Regions from separate parts of the Anas platyrhynchos genome. Here region 1 is linked to region 2. Evidence: chromatin contacts called from public Hi-C data. All regions are on one chromosome and are shown on one strand. Each heading gives the region's core, a stretch centred on a gene start, on an enhancer-like site or on the middle of the called end of the contact. The rest is flanking DNA. Distances are from core to core; before and after follow the strand shown. Region 1 holds the start of GALNT2 (polypeptide N-acetylgalactosaminyltransferase 2). Region 2 overlaps LOC119716534 (a long non-coding RNA gene).

Region 1 (5,814 bases), core at 1,960-4,459, 75 kb after region 2:
AGGTGAGGACTACTTTCCGTTCCCACTGCTGGAGGATTCATTTACCTCTGAGTAGGTCCTTTAATTCCAGAAAAGGATGAGCAATTTTTGTGCTCTTTACTTACAAGAAAATGAACACTGACACCCTGAACTAGACTCTGATCTGGGCTGTACCTGTTTTTATGCCTGCTCTCAAACGAATACAGCGAGCTAACCTCTGGTTTGCAGCCTAGCCAACTGGATCAGAATTTAGCCTATTGAATCTAGGTGTCCGCATTACAGATCAAAGGAAAAGTTTTGATGATTCCTTCTGCAAATGTCACCCCTATTTGCACTCTCACATGATTGATCTCTCTTTTGTTTAAAGTGCTGTGGTTGATACAGAAACATTTATAATCTGTGATTCATTCTAGCAATGCTGCTCTTAAAATATGCTAATATTTTCTTCTGAAATGCACTGGAAAAAAAAACATTTTAAAAAAATGTCTTTTTTTTTTCTTGACTTCCTTGCTTTAATTGAAATGGTTGGGTTGATTTTTTTTTTTTTCAGTTTTGCTTTGCTGACTAAACATGTTAAGACTTTTGAGGCAAAGAAGTATGTGCATGCGAATGTGGCGTAACAGAACAGGCAGCTTTTCCTAGAGTTAAAGCTATATAACATTTTCCATTCTAAACTTCTGTGCTTCCTGTGGTCTCTGAAATAAAAATACTTCAGGATGAAATCTTCTGGCTTTGGACTTTGTCCAAATGTGAATATTTTGGAAGGATCTGAACGAAACTGGTTCAGCCAGTTCAGAATATCAGAAGAGTCAAAGACAACAACAATTAAAAAGTGTTCTTTCAGCTAAATAGATCCTTACGGCCTTTCTTGAGCATTTCTGCAACTTTATCAGCAGACGGCTGACAAGTGAACTCTGACACGGAAGTAGCCTTCCTTTAAAGTAGATGTGCCTTTGCTTGTTCAAGAGGAAATTAGTTTTGATTTGGCTGAGTTATAGACCTTTGAAAACTGTGATTGAGCATGTGCAGTGGATTATTTCGGTAAGCTTGTGAAGTGTGCAGCTACAGAAGGATTTTCTGTACATGCATGGCTGGTTAATTTTGCTGGAAAGGGAAAAATCTATCTAAGCACATTGCTAAAATCAGTGAAAATACCTGAGGCTTCAGGAAGACCTTTGAAGGCCGTTTCAAGATCTTTTAGGCTGTGTAAAGGGCAAGAAAAGATTCTGTAGGCTTTGCGAGGCATTTAAAGAGTAAGTGGCCTGCAGAATTTGTAAGGTTAAATGGGATTATGGCTCCAGAATGAGCACTTTACACAGCTGGGTGTGTGATGTTTTCTGTGTGGAGCCATGGGAGGAAGGGCACCCTCTCCCCCAGCAGATCTGCCTGATGAAGGAGTCCCCCAGCAGCAGGAAGCCGCTTCTAAAAGCTGATGGCAGAGCTTAACAAGCTGGAGTTTATCAGCTTGTTGACAGTCTTGGGCTGCTGAGCCTGCTCCAAATTACATAGAAAATGTTGCTAATGAAAATTTAGCCTTTGGGGTGGTGTGTGTGTGCCTTTTTAGACAAAGGCTTTTGCTGTTACTGTTGCTCCCTTGCATCAAACATGCTTTGGATGAATCAAAAAATCTCATCCAGAACATCTGCGTGTCTCCTGGCAGCCCTTACTCTCCAGTGTACCTCACTTCAATAGATGCCAGTGGTTTGATTCCAAAACTTGTGTTTTGCACAAATTGGGTGTCTCTCTCCAGCTCCCTCCAGAACCAAGAATCACAAAGATGAGTTTATTGGAAGAGTCATTTGTGCTGAAGAAAGATCTCTCTATTTTTGCACTTCCTGAAGGAGTACTTCTCTCGGATTTCTTTGTTTGCCTTTTTGTCCATCTCTTCTTTCTGTCGGGGCCATGGCAGGTAGGAAGGCATGTGGTTATTCACCGAAATCTTTGCATACCAGACAACATCTGCCCAGACCGTGCCAGCCCTCTCACAGCTCACCTCCCTGGGGGGATTGTCAGCAGAGCAACCATGCTGGTGAGCAGGTGAGCTCCTGATGCCATTTCTTTGGGCTGCTGGATCTTTTTCCTGCTAACACAGCGGAATTGCCACCGGGTCCAGCACCAGGCCCATGCTGACACCACCCTGGCATGGTCTGGAGTCCAGATCTGTAGAGAAGCCATCGGTGCAGATGGACTGGGGGAGGCCTGGCATTGGCATGGACAGATGGGGCACAGAAAGGTGGGGTTTGGTCAAAACGGGCAGCGATCAAACAGCTTGTTGGGAAAACACGGTGAGATGGTGGAGAACAGCTTTAAACTCAGGCGTACCCCCCTGTACTCGGCTCTGGTGAGGCCGCACCTTGAGTACTGTGTTCAGTTTTGGGCCCCTCGCTACAAGAAGGACAGCGAGGTGCTTGAGCGGGTCCAAAGAAGGGTGACGAAGCTGGTGAGGGGTCTGGAGAACAAGTCCTACGAGGAGCGGCTGAGGGAGCTGGGCTTGTTCAGCCTGGAGAAGAGGAGGCTCAGGAGTGACCTTATTGCTCTCTACAGGTTCCTTAAAGGAGGCTGTAGCGAGGTGGGGGTTGGCCTGTTCTCCCATGTGCCTGGTGACAGGACGAGGGAGAATGGGCTAAAGTTGCACCAGGGGAGTTTTAGGTTAGATGTTAGGAAGAACTTCTTTACTGAAAGGGTTGTTAGACATTGGAATGGGCTGCCCAGGGAAGTGGTGGAGTCACCATCCCTGGAAGTCTTCAAAAGACGTTTAGATGTAGAGCTTAGGGATATGGTTTAGTGGGGACTGTTCGTGTTAGGTCAGAGGTGGGACTCGATGATCTTGAGGTCTCTTCCAACCTAGAAATTCTGTGATTCTGTGATGTTCTGCTTTGAGTGGGTACCGCAGATACAGTTGTGATGTTCCTTAACCATTAGGGTTAATGACGTGGTGCTAATCGTGTGGTGCTTTTTAACCATCACCCTCTTCCCTTTTGACTTTTGCGCCCTGCTTTTTGACACGACCACCCAGGCGACCCCACATCAGCAGCGCAGCCCCACCAGGCAACACCCCGGAGACCCCCACACTGAGGGGAGAGGAGGGGAGAGGGGGGCGAGGCGGCGGCGGCTTCCCGGCGTGCTGCAACCATGGCGACGCCGCTCCCCCCGCCCCGCCCCGCCTCTCCCCGCCCCGTGCCGCCCCCCGCGGGGCCGGGCGGCGCGGGATTGGCCGGGGGGCGGGCGCTCGCCCTCTGCCCCCTGACCCTGCGCGGCGGCGGCGGGCGGCGGGAGCGGCGGGCGGCTGCTGCCCGGTTCCTGGTGGCCCGGGGCGGGGAGGAGAAGGAAGAGGAAGAAGAGGAGGAGGATGCGGCGCAGGTCCCGGCTGCTGCTGTGCTTCGCCTTCCTCTGGGTGCTGGGCATCGCCTACTACATGTACTCGGGCGGCAGCGCCGCGCTGGCCGGCGGCGGCAGGAAGGTGAGCGGCAGTCGGTAGCGTGCCCCCTGCCCCTCCTCGCACCCTCCTGCCCTTATTTTTTTTTAATTATTGCCTTTTTTAACGCTTCATGCCCTCGTTACGCCGGTGCGCGGCAGGGCTGGGTCGTGCCGTGTCCCCCACCCCCCCCCCCCATTTTTTCCTCTTTCCTCCTTTTTTTTTTTTATTTATTTTTCCCTCCCCCCTCGTGTTTCGGTCAGTGACGCCCCGGCCGTGCGGGAAGAGCTCTGAGTACACAGCCCCGGGGGCTGGACGCGCACCCGCTGCTTCCTGCCCCTGCCCGCCAGCCTGCTGCTGCCGGGGAGTAATTGGTGTGTGTGTGTGTGTGTGTGTGTGTGTGTGTGTGTGCTGCCCCCCCGGACCAGGCTCGTTCCGCCGTCTGTGGTGTGCTAGGAGCAGCAGCGAAGCCTCTCGCTGCTAAATTGCATCTTCAGAGTCGCCCGGCTGAGCCCCGCCATGGCACAGGGCAGTGGGCAAAGTGCACCCGGGCTGAGGAGCGCCGTGCCCCTGGTAGCCAACGCGGCCTTTCTCCGCTCCGCTGGCGTGTAGCACACCAGGGCTTTGCACAGTTACTTCATATTCCAGGTGAAAGCCCGCTGGGTTTTGGTGAGGACCGGTTCCCGCAGCCAGTCATGGGAGGAAATGTTTGCACCATTATGGACAAAGTCACTCCCGCAAGGGTCTGCAGAAGGAGTCTCTGTTCATTCATAACTGGCTCGCTGCTCTGGTTTTCCCCCTTTCGTTCTCAGCAGCAACTTCTGACACAATTTATTAACGTAAGCGTTAAACATGCTCCATCAGAGTAGACACAGCAGCGGTGGAGATGGATCAAGCGCGTGATGAGAAGTAAGGCAGTAGCCTAAAGCCTTTCTTGAAGAACAACGCGAGTGTGTTTAGAAAGTAAAAGCAATCTTGTGCTGCTGGTGATGCATAATGGGATAAAGGAATGCTATCTAAGGCAAATACATCTGCAGATAGGGGAATATATGTTTAACTCCTAGTGTGTTTCCCTGGGAGCTTCCAGTCAGCTTTGCAAATGAGTTCAATTCGCTTTTTCTGATGGGAAAACTGTGCTGTGGGGATAGTGATTTGCACAAGGTCACCTACAAGACCAGGTGAGAACAAAATAGAGAGGAAACCAGTTATTCTGGCTACAAGTCTGGTACTTTGTCTCCTAGAACCTGCTGCTGCTTCTTGCTGCTATTAGTACAACTTTTCTTACGGATTTAAGAGATCTGTGATCCTGTGATACTTTCCTTGGGATTATTTGCCGTCATTCTGTTTGAAATTTAATAAACCTTCCTGATGTGGGTAACTGGGAAAGTTTAGCAAAGATTAAATTTAAAGAAAATGAGTTACTTCATAAGCCTGAACTGAAGCTCCGTGCTAGGTTTAAAAATGTGGAAGTTTGAAGTAAGGCCACGGTAAGGAAGAAAACAGGTACTGTGACCGTAAGAAACAAGTGGGGAAATTAACAATTACGTGTGGATTGCTGATTTAGGATTCTATTTTCTGTCAGCGAAGCGTAAAATTTAATCCTGGGCCTCAGAGTAGGTTAGCAATTGTAAGTAGAGGAAGATGTGTGTAATGTAATAGCTTTTGAATCTCAATAAAAGGCTTATTAACTTAGTGTCAGACCCTGGTATAAAGCAAAAACACAAACCGCCTTAAACTTACGAACAGAAACCCTGCTGTAGTAAATTTCTTGGTTGGTATGACTTCATGTAGTCCTTATTACTTTCCCACTATTTCAGTATAATGAAAACAGAGTTGCTTACAGAAGAACATCACTTTTTATAAATTGGAGTCTCTGCCGTGTTCAGTCTATAAAATTACAGAAGCCAGAAGGGGATAGTTCTTCATTTATGCGAATAAGTAATTTGCATGTTAATTACAGATCTAGTTATGGAAACAGAATGGTTTTTCCATGAGGGTGATTTTTTTTCGTATACAGACCTAGGGTGTTTTTCAGACGTACTGGACTTGCTCGGTATGACATCCAGTCTTGTGATGAACGCCATCAATTCCCATTACCTTTAGAAGAGGTGAGGGTATTTGCCCTTTTCCAGGATTGCACCTGAATAAGAGAGAAGAGCGGTTTATTTTTTTTTTCCTTTCTCCTATTAGAGGAGCGCCAGAGTTAATGTAAGCTCCTACTTATTTTGGTTCTCTATTTATAACCTTTCGAGCTATTTGGATGCTGCAGCGTGCAGGACAGCCTAGCCTAAGTTTTTGGCCTCTGGCAGCAGTGGTGGAAGCCGCAGCTGTGTGTGTGGTGCTCTGGCTAGGCAGGTCGTGGGGCTGCGGGAGCTGAGCACACGTAACTGGAGCTAAAGCACACAAAGTAGGAGCTGTCT
Region 2 (5,625 bases), core at 1,286-3,785:
TGCTACAGCTGGTGGCATCCAGGATAAATGTTATGAGTCTGATTGTAGATTTTTATTAAACAACATAAACAATCAGCCCTATCCTTATACATCTTAATGCCTAATTTAAAGTTCAAGTCGTATGCCTGTGCTGCTTTGATGGAGAGTGGCTTGCCAAATGGAGCAATTTTTTGGAGGGTAAGAGTTCTTTTGGCTAATGTGCATTTGACACTTTGACAGCTTCACTCAAACTCTGTCAGACCAAGACATGTTTGTCGTCATCTTTTTTTTTACTGAAAAAGCTAAGCTTGTCTGAAATCTTGAAGGAAAAAAATGCTGACTTAAAATCGTGTCAGGGCAGGAATGGAAGGATCCTTTTTAACCACCTGCCTGGTTGTAACAGGAGCTCATCTCCTCCCTTCTGCACTTCTGGCTGTGGAGAGTTTGCCACTGCCTGCCTGCCATCTGCAGGAGTGGGGGAAACAAACAAATAGGCTGAGAAGTGACTTCAGTCACTTGGAGGCACTCACAACACCAGCAGGCAAACAAGATCTCAGCTGATGTCCCACATGCTGAAGTGCTGAAAAGTCAGGCTTCAGTCCTGGCTACCTGATAGCCTTGGCTGTGGGTGCAACCTTTGCTTTAGCCCTTATAGCCCTAGCACCACAGGTGCTGCCACTACAGCTACCTTGATTAAAGCTGGCCAAAGCATAGCCAGAAGTGCTGCAGCCGTATTTCTGACGGCAGAGCATACTTTGGCTTTAAAACCTGGCCATGGGCACAAGAACAGATTCTCTTTCTTGCAGCAGCATGGGAGTGTTCTGACTGTGCAGCAGAGTGAGGGGAAGAAAAAGAGTGCAATGGAAAAAAAAGGAGTGAAATGAAGTTTGTGGTTGTAGGGCTTGTTGTGCAGCTTCTTCTCTGTAGCTAGAACTGAGCTTTCACCCTGGTTCAGTGAATGAGAAGAAAATGAGACACTGAGGCTTCCCTGCTTAAAGATGCAATGATAACACTTGTTTGGGAACCAGATAGATTGGGAATCCATCCTTTCGAGTCAGTCTTAAAATGAAACTTGTAGGGATTCAAACACAAGTATGTTTCTGGATTTTGTTTTGAAGCCAGTAGGAAATGTTCAAGTCACACACAGACAGCAGAAGTAGAAATTCCCAGTGCAGCCCAGTTCAAAGCATGGCCTGCCCTGCTGTTCCTATTTTTAGTATTTCAAGAATGCTTTTATTTTATTGGTATGAGAGACAGCTGGGATGGGAATTGCAGCATAGAGTGGGACAGGTTGAAACAAAAAGGCAGTTCAGGGGCAGCCCCTTTTTCCTGTTCCTTTAGAGCCGATGCAGAATGCAGGTGAGTAACAGAGGGACTAATTTCTTGCAGCTGACAGATGTTAGCTGGAGCTGTGGTTTCCCGAGCTTTGAAAAGCAGCTCTTGAAGGCTGCATGGCATGCGTTACGGTGTGGGTGGTTCCACTTTCCTTGCCCTGGATTCCCACAGGACACGCTGCTCTTCCCTGTCAAGATGTTTAGCACTGGACACGAGCCCTGCGTGGCTGTGGCCTGTTAGCAACTGCAGCATGAGCTGGGATATGGTGAGTGTGGGCTCCTTGTGTTGTGGCCTTGTACAAGGTAATGTCTGTTGTTGCTCTTTGACCAAAGCTTGAGATGGTTTTGTGCTCAGCTTTTGTGGATACCTTGGCTCATGAGCCTTTATCTTGTCCTGGTTCTACTCTTTGGAGCTGGGCACGGTCATCTCTGGCAGGCCGCTTATCTTCCCTGCGAAGGGCTGTATCGCAGCATCTGCAGTATTTCACCCCTTCGTGCACTTCCTCTGTTTGCATACCAATTACAGAAATAATTTTTGCCTGCTGTACAACATTCCATGGGTTCCAGAAATGCAGGCTATTGTGTTTGTTAAAGAAAAGAAAAGCTGTAGCTTGGTATTTCGTGTGAAATGCTCCTCAGTACGATGTGGCAACTGTGTCAATAGCTCTCAGGTTTCTGAGATGTTAAATTGAGAAATTAATGTGGTGCATCAGGGCACTTGAGGGGAAGGCAGGCTCTATAGCAGATCACTGAGCCGCTTAACTTGCTCTAAATGTCCCACATATTTTCAACTTGTGTTTTCAATGCACATCTTCTGAAATGCCCTCACCTTCTTCGATTCCAGTGACAACAGTTCCCATGGGTCTTCTGCAGCATCATGCAAAGCATAAGCCCTGCCACTTGTCAGTCTGGTGACAGCTTTTCTTGCACATGCCAGCTGCATGAAGCCATGCTACTGTGCTGATCATCTTGCTCCTCCTGTCTTGGGTTGGGTGTTTCTGCATCTAAGCATTGAACAAATGGACTAATCCACATCTTGGAGGCCAAGAGATTTTCAACATCTGCAAGAACCCTGCCCTACCCTAACAGAGGGAGGGTAATGGACCCCAACAGTTTGATGCCATATGGTTTTGGCTGATTTATGGCTTTAATCATTTCCTTTTGGCAAGGGAGTATCCAGCTCTGTGCTTTCCCTACAGGAACTGACTCATGGAAATGGAGTTTTCCCCCAGTGTGCTGGGAGAGTGAATCTCTGTGTGTGAGGAAGCCAATAAGCTAATGTGCAGATTTCTAAATGTGGGGGAAAACCCATATTTGGCCATTTTAAATAAAGCTAATTTTATGCATCAGCCAATTGCAGGTTCATCTATTCTATATCACATATTACTCTGCCTCATTGCTCACAAATTGCATAACTGGTGACCTGAATGTTGGTGCTGTGCAGAGGCACATGCTGGCTGGTGGTGGATAGAGCTGATCAGATATGTGCTGATAATCCTGATGTAACCATGCAAGTGGTGGCCTAGCTGACAGGTCTGTGCAGGTCATGTGCCCTGTGTTGATAAAACATCATGGCCTTCAGCACTATCATCATCTAGGCTCCAACCTGCAATTTGTGGGTCTGAAAACACAAACCACTGTGAGCTGGAGGCTCAGATGGGCAAGCGCATAGTGACCAAATACAAAGTAAAGTGTATTTACTTAAGCCTCAATGAAAATGATTTAAGCAAATACATTTTATCTCACTTCTGCGATAGGCCAGGAGTGTATGCGGCCTGCCAGTGCAGCTCAGCAGCTATGTTTTGTGAGCTATAGCAACTCACCTATCTGAACTGGAGCCTGAGAGGCTCATCCTTGCTATTGCAAGACTGAACTGTTGCAATACTATCTGTGATCCAGCCAAAAGAAGGAGAGGGCGCTGTGGTAGGGTGTACTTCAGGTTGTGTTTGAAGGAGATCCAGCTGATCATGGTAGAGCTCTCTGTGGGTCCTGGGGTCTGTGTATTCTGGGTCCTCACGGGATGGGTGCCTCTGCTTTGTTAGAAGTGTCTTGGTAAACTGGGTACTGTCTCACCTGTACCATCAGAAAGGTTTTTCCTTCTGTGTTGTTTTCCTCTGTCCTAGGATTAAGTGCTCCAAACGATGGAGCATTCTCAGTATCCTCAGCAAGTTGTTTCCCACCTTTGAAGACTAATGCAATGGAAATTTTTCTTTGAGCTTCAGCCTGACTTTCACTGGATCAATTCTATCTTCTTATTCCTGGATACAAGAGGCAGTGGCAGGAGATGCAGGATTTCTTGCATCAGGATTTGGAGGCACAGCATCAGCCTTTCCCCAGCTGTGGAGCAGCTGTAGATGGTCAGGCTTTGAAGCAGCGATGCCTTTCCCTCACGAACAGGAAACCTCCTGCGTTTACCCATGTTGCTTGCTGACCCCCTGGTTGAGATTATTTTTTTTTTTAATTATTTTGAAACATTCCCATTGTACACAATACATACGCAGCTACAGCCCTAAGAGAGTATCTATGCTGTTACACACAACCAGGCTGTGCCCATGGCTAAATCCACAGCCTAGCAGAGCATTAGCTGACAAGCAGGTGATACGCCGAGAACAAATGGGGAGCACAGAGGGTGTTTGTTAGGCTCCTGGGGCTGAAGAAGTGGGGATCTGTGCTTGGGAACAACGACAATTTGCATCTAATTTCTCTGGGCTGCAGTCCTGGCGACAATGGTAGATGTTCATCTGTAGCATGAAACCGCTGTGCGGCTGGGGCTGAATGGCTGCCTTTGTTCAGGGCCGGAGCAGCAGGAGCACTGCAAATCGGGACCAAAGCACCGTGTCACACAGCTTTGCCACGAGCACCAGAGGGGGGAGGGAGAGAAAATACACGCTGGTAAGGCCTACCCCGGCCTACCCTGTGTCTCCTGTGCCCCAGGGGAGGTGCTCCTGACACCGAGAAGCCCTCCTCCTGCCAGAAAGCAAAGGGAAGCCAGCGCCATCCTCAAGCGACTCTCCCGTGGGGCTGCGGTCAGAGCCTGCCCATGCTGGGGTCGCCTCAGCTCTGTGCTGAGAAGGGAAGGAGAAACTGTCTGGTGCTTCTCCCAGGGGAATTTGGGAGGGAAGGTCAGGCAGGGGTGAGCCGAGCCACGCAGGAGATCCTCCTCTTGCAGCTAGCTGGGATGCCAGGGAGAGGCTGAGCAGCACTAGGTGTTAGGTGGCTGGGGCAGGGTCTCCTCCCTAGGTGAGGCCACAGTAGGGTGGTGAGGAGGAGTGTGAAGTGTAGATGCAGGGCCCTGTGCCTCCATCAGACACCTAATTCCAACCAGGTGAAATTACAGATGGCTGGCATTTCCCTCCTGACTTTGCTGAGGCATGCTCAGCACTGGGCCCAGCGTTCACTTCAACACCCTTTGCAGGGGGTCCAGAAAGTCCCTCTCCAGGCAGCTCAAGGTTCACATTGGGCTGTGAAAACCGTGTCCCCTAAGGCTTTAGAGACTGGAGGCAACAGCCACAGAACAAGTTACTGTAGACAGCAGCAACGTAACCTTCCCCACGGTCCCAGGCTGATGTACCATGTCTCATAGCTGGTCAGCCCCTGGTTGTCCTCCTGCCCCTTCTCCTGGCTAATTGCAGTAGCTGCATTCCTGATACATGCACCAAAAGAGCAGGCAGCAGATAATCAATGGGGTCTTCTCCTGGTCTCTTACCAGGCATGATTTGTAGGCTGCTGTTAACTGCAGCAGGAGGGAGGGAAGTGTGGGGAGCGGGAGCCTATTCTCTCTCCCCATGGAGAAATAATGCTTGGCTTGGGGATTAACTGTGCCAAGCACTGTCGCAGAGACCTGGGTTTCTCCCGCCTCACCCACCCCATTGTACTGTGATCACCATGCCAGCTAAATTAGAAGTACTGTTAATTGCACCGTGTGCTCCTAAGCTCCTTTCCATGGCTTTCTGGAGGCTGATTAAGAGAGAGAAAGTGAAGTGGGGATTATTGGGATCCTGGAGAGTTAGTGGGGGGGGGGGGGAAAAAGGAAATTCCTTGGAGGGGAAAAGGAGGGATTTGAACAGCTGATGGCAAGCCTCTGCAAACAAACCGGGAGAGTTAGGCAGCAGATGGACTAACACTCGCTGGGCTTGTGCCAATGCATCAGATTGATTTTAAAGATGAAGCACCCACTGCCTGGGAAAGAAAGCCAGTAGCCCTGTGAGTAGGAGCGCTTCCTGGCAGCTGTTCAAACACTAGCTGCCTTACAGTTCACTTTCAGTGTACCAGGAGTCAGTGAGAAGTGCTGGGGGCTTGGGATATGAAATAC

What was found. A called contact is a pair of places that touch in the nucleus more often than the background predicts.
Region 1: a Hi-C map of subcutaneous adipose tissue shows a contact between it and region 2, with 1.7 times the contacts expected there. The contact joins the promoter of GALNT2 here to the enhancer-like site in region 2. A contact is called at or near these places in 4 of 8 Hi-C or Micro-C datasets (F1 follicle, liver, skeletal muscle and 1 more).

Annotation. Positions count from the first base shown.
Region 1 is chr3:44,790,190-44,796,003 of IASCAAS_PekinDuck_T2T, forward strand. GALNT2 (polypeptide N-acetylgalactosaminyltransferase 2) reads left to right here and starts at 3,210. Exons shown (of 16, transcript XM_027454180.3): 1 at 3,210-3,439. The coding sequence starts at 3,329. LOC110352849 (a long non-coding RNA gene) reads left to right here. Exons shown (of 6, transcript XR_011808289.1): 6 at 1-1,002.
Region 2 is chr3:44,716,311-44,721,935 of IASCAAS_PekinDuck_T2T, forward strand. All of the region lies in intron 1 of LOC119716534 (a long non-coding RNA gene), which reads left to right. Among named protein-coding and RNA genes, the nearest start is that of URB2, 28 kb to the left of the region's middle. Within about 2 kb of position 2,536, at least 2 of the 8 cell types and tissues checked have an H3K27ac peak or open chromatin away from gene starts, as enhancers often do.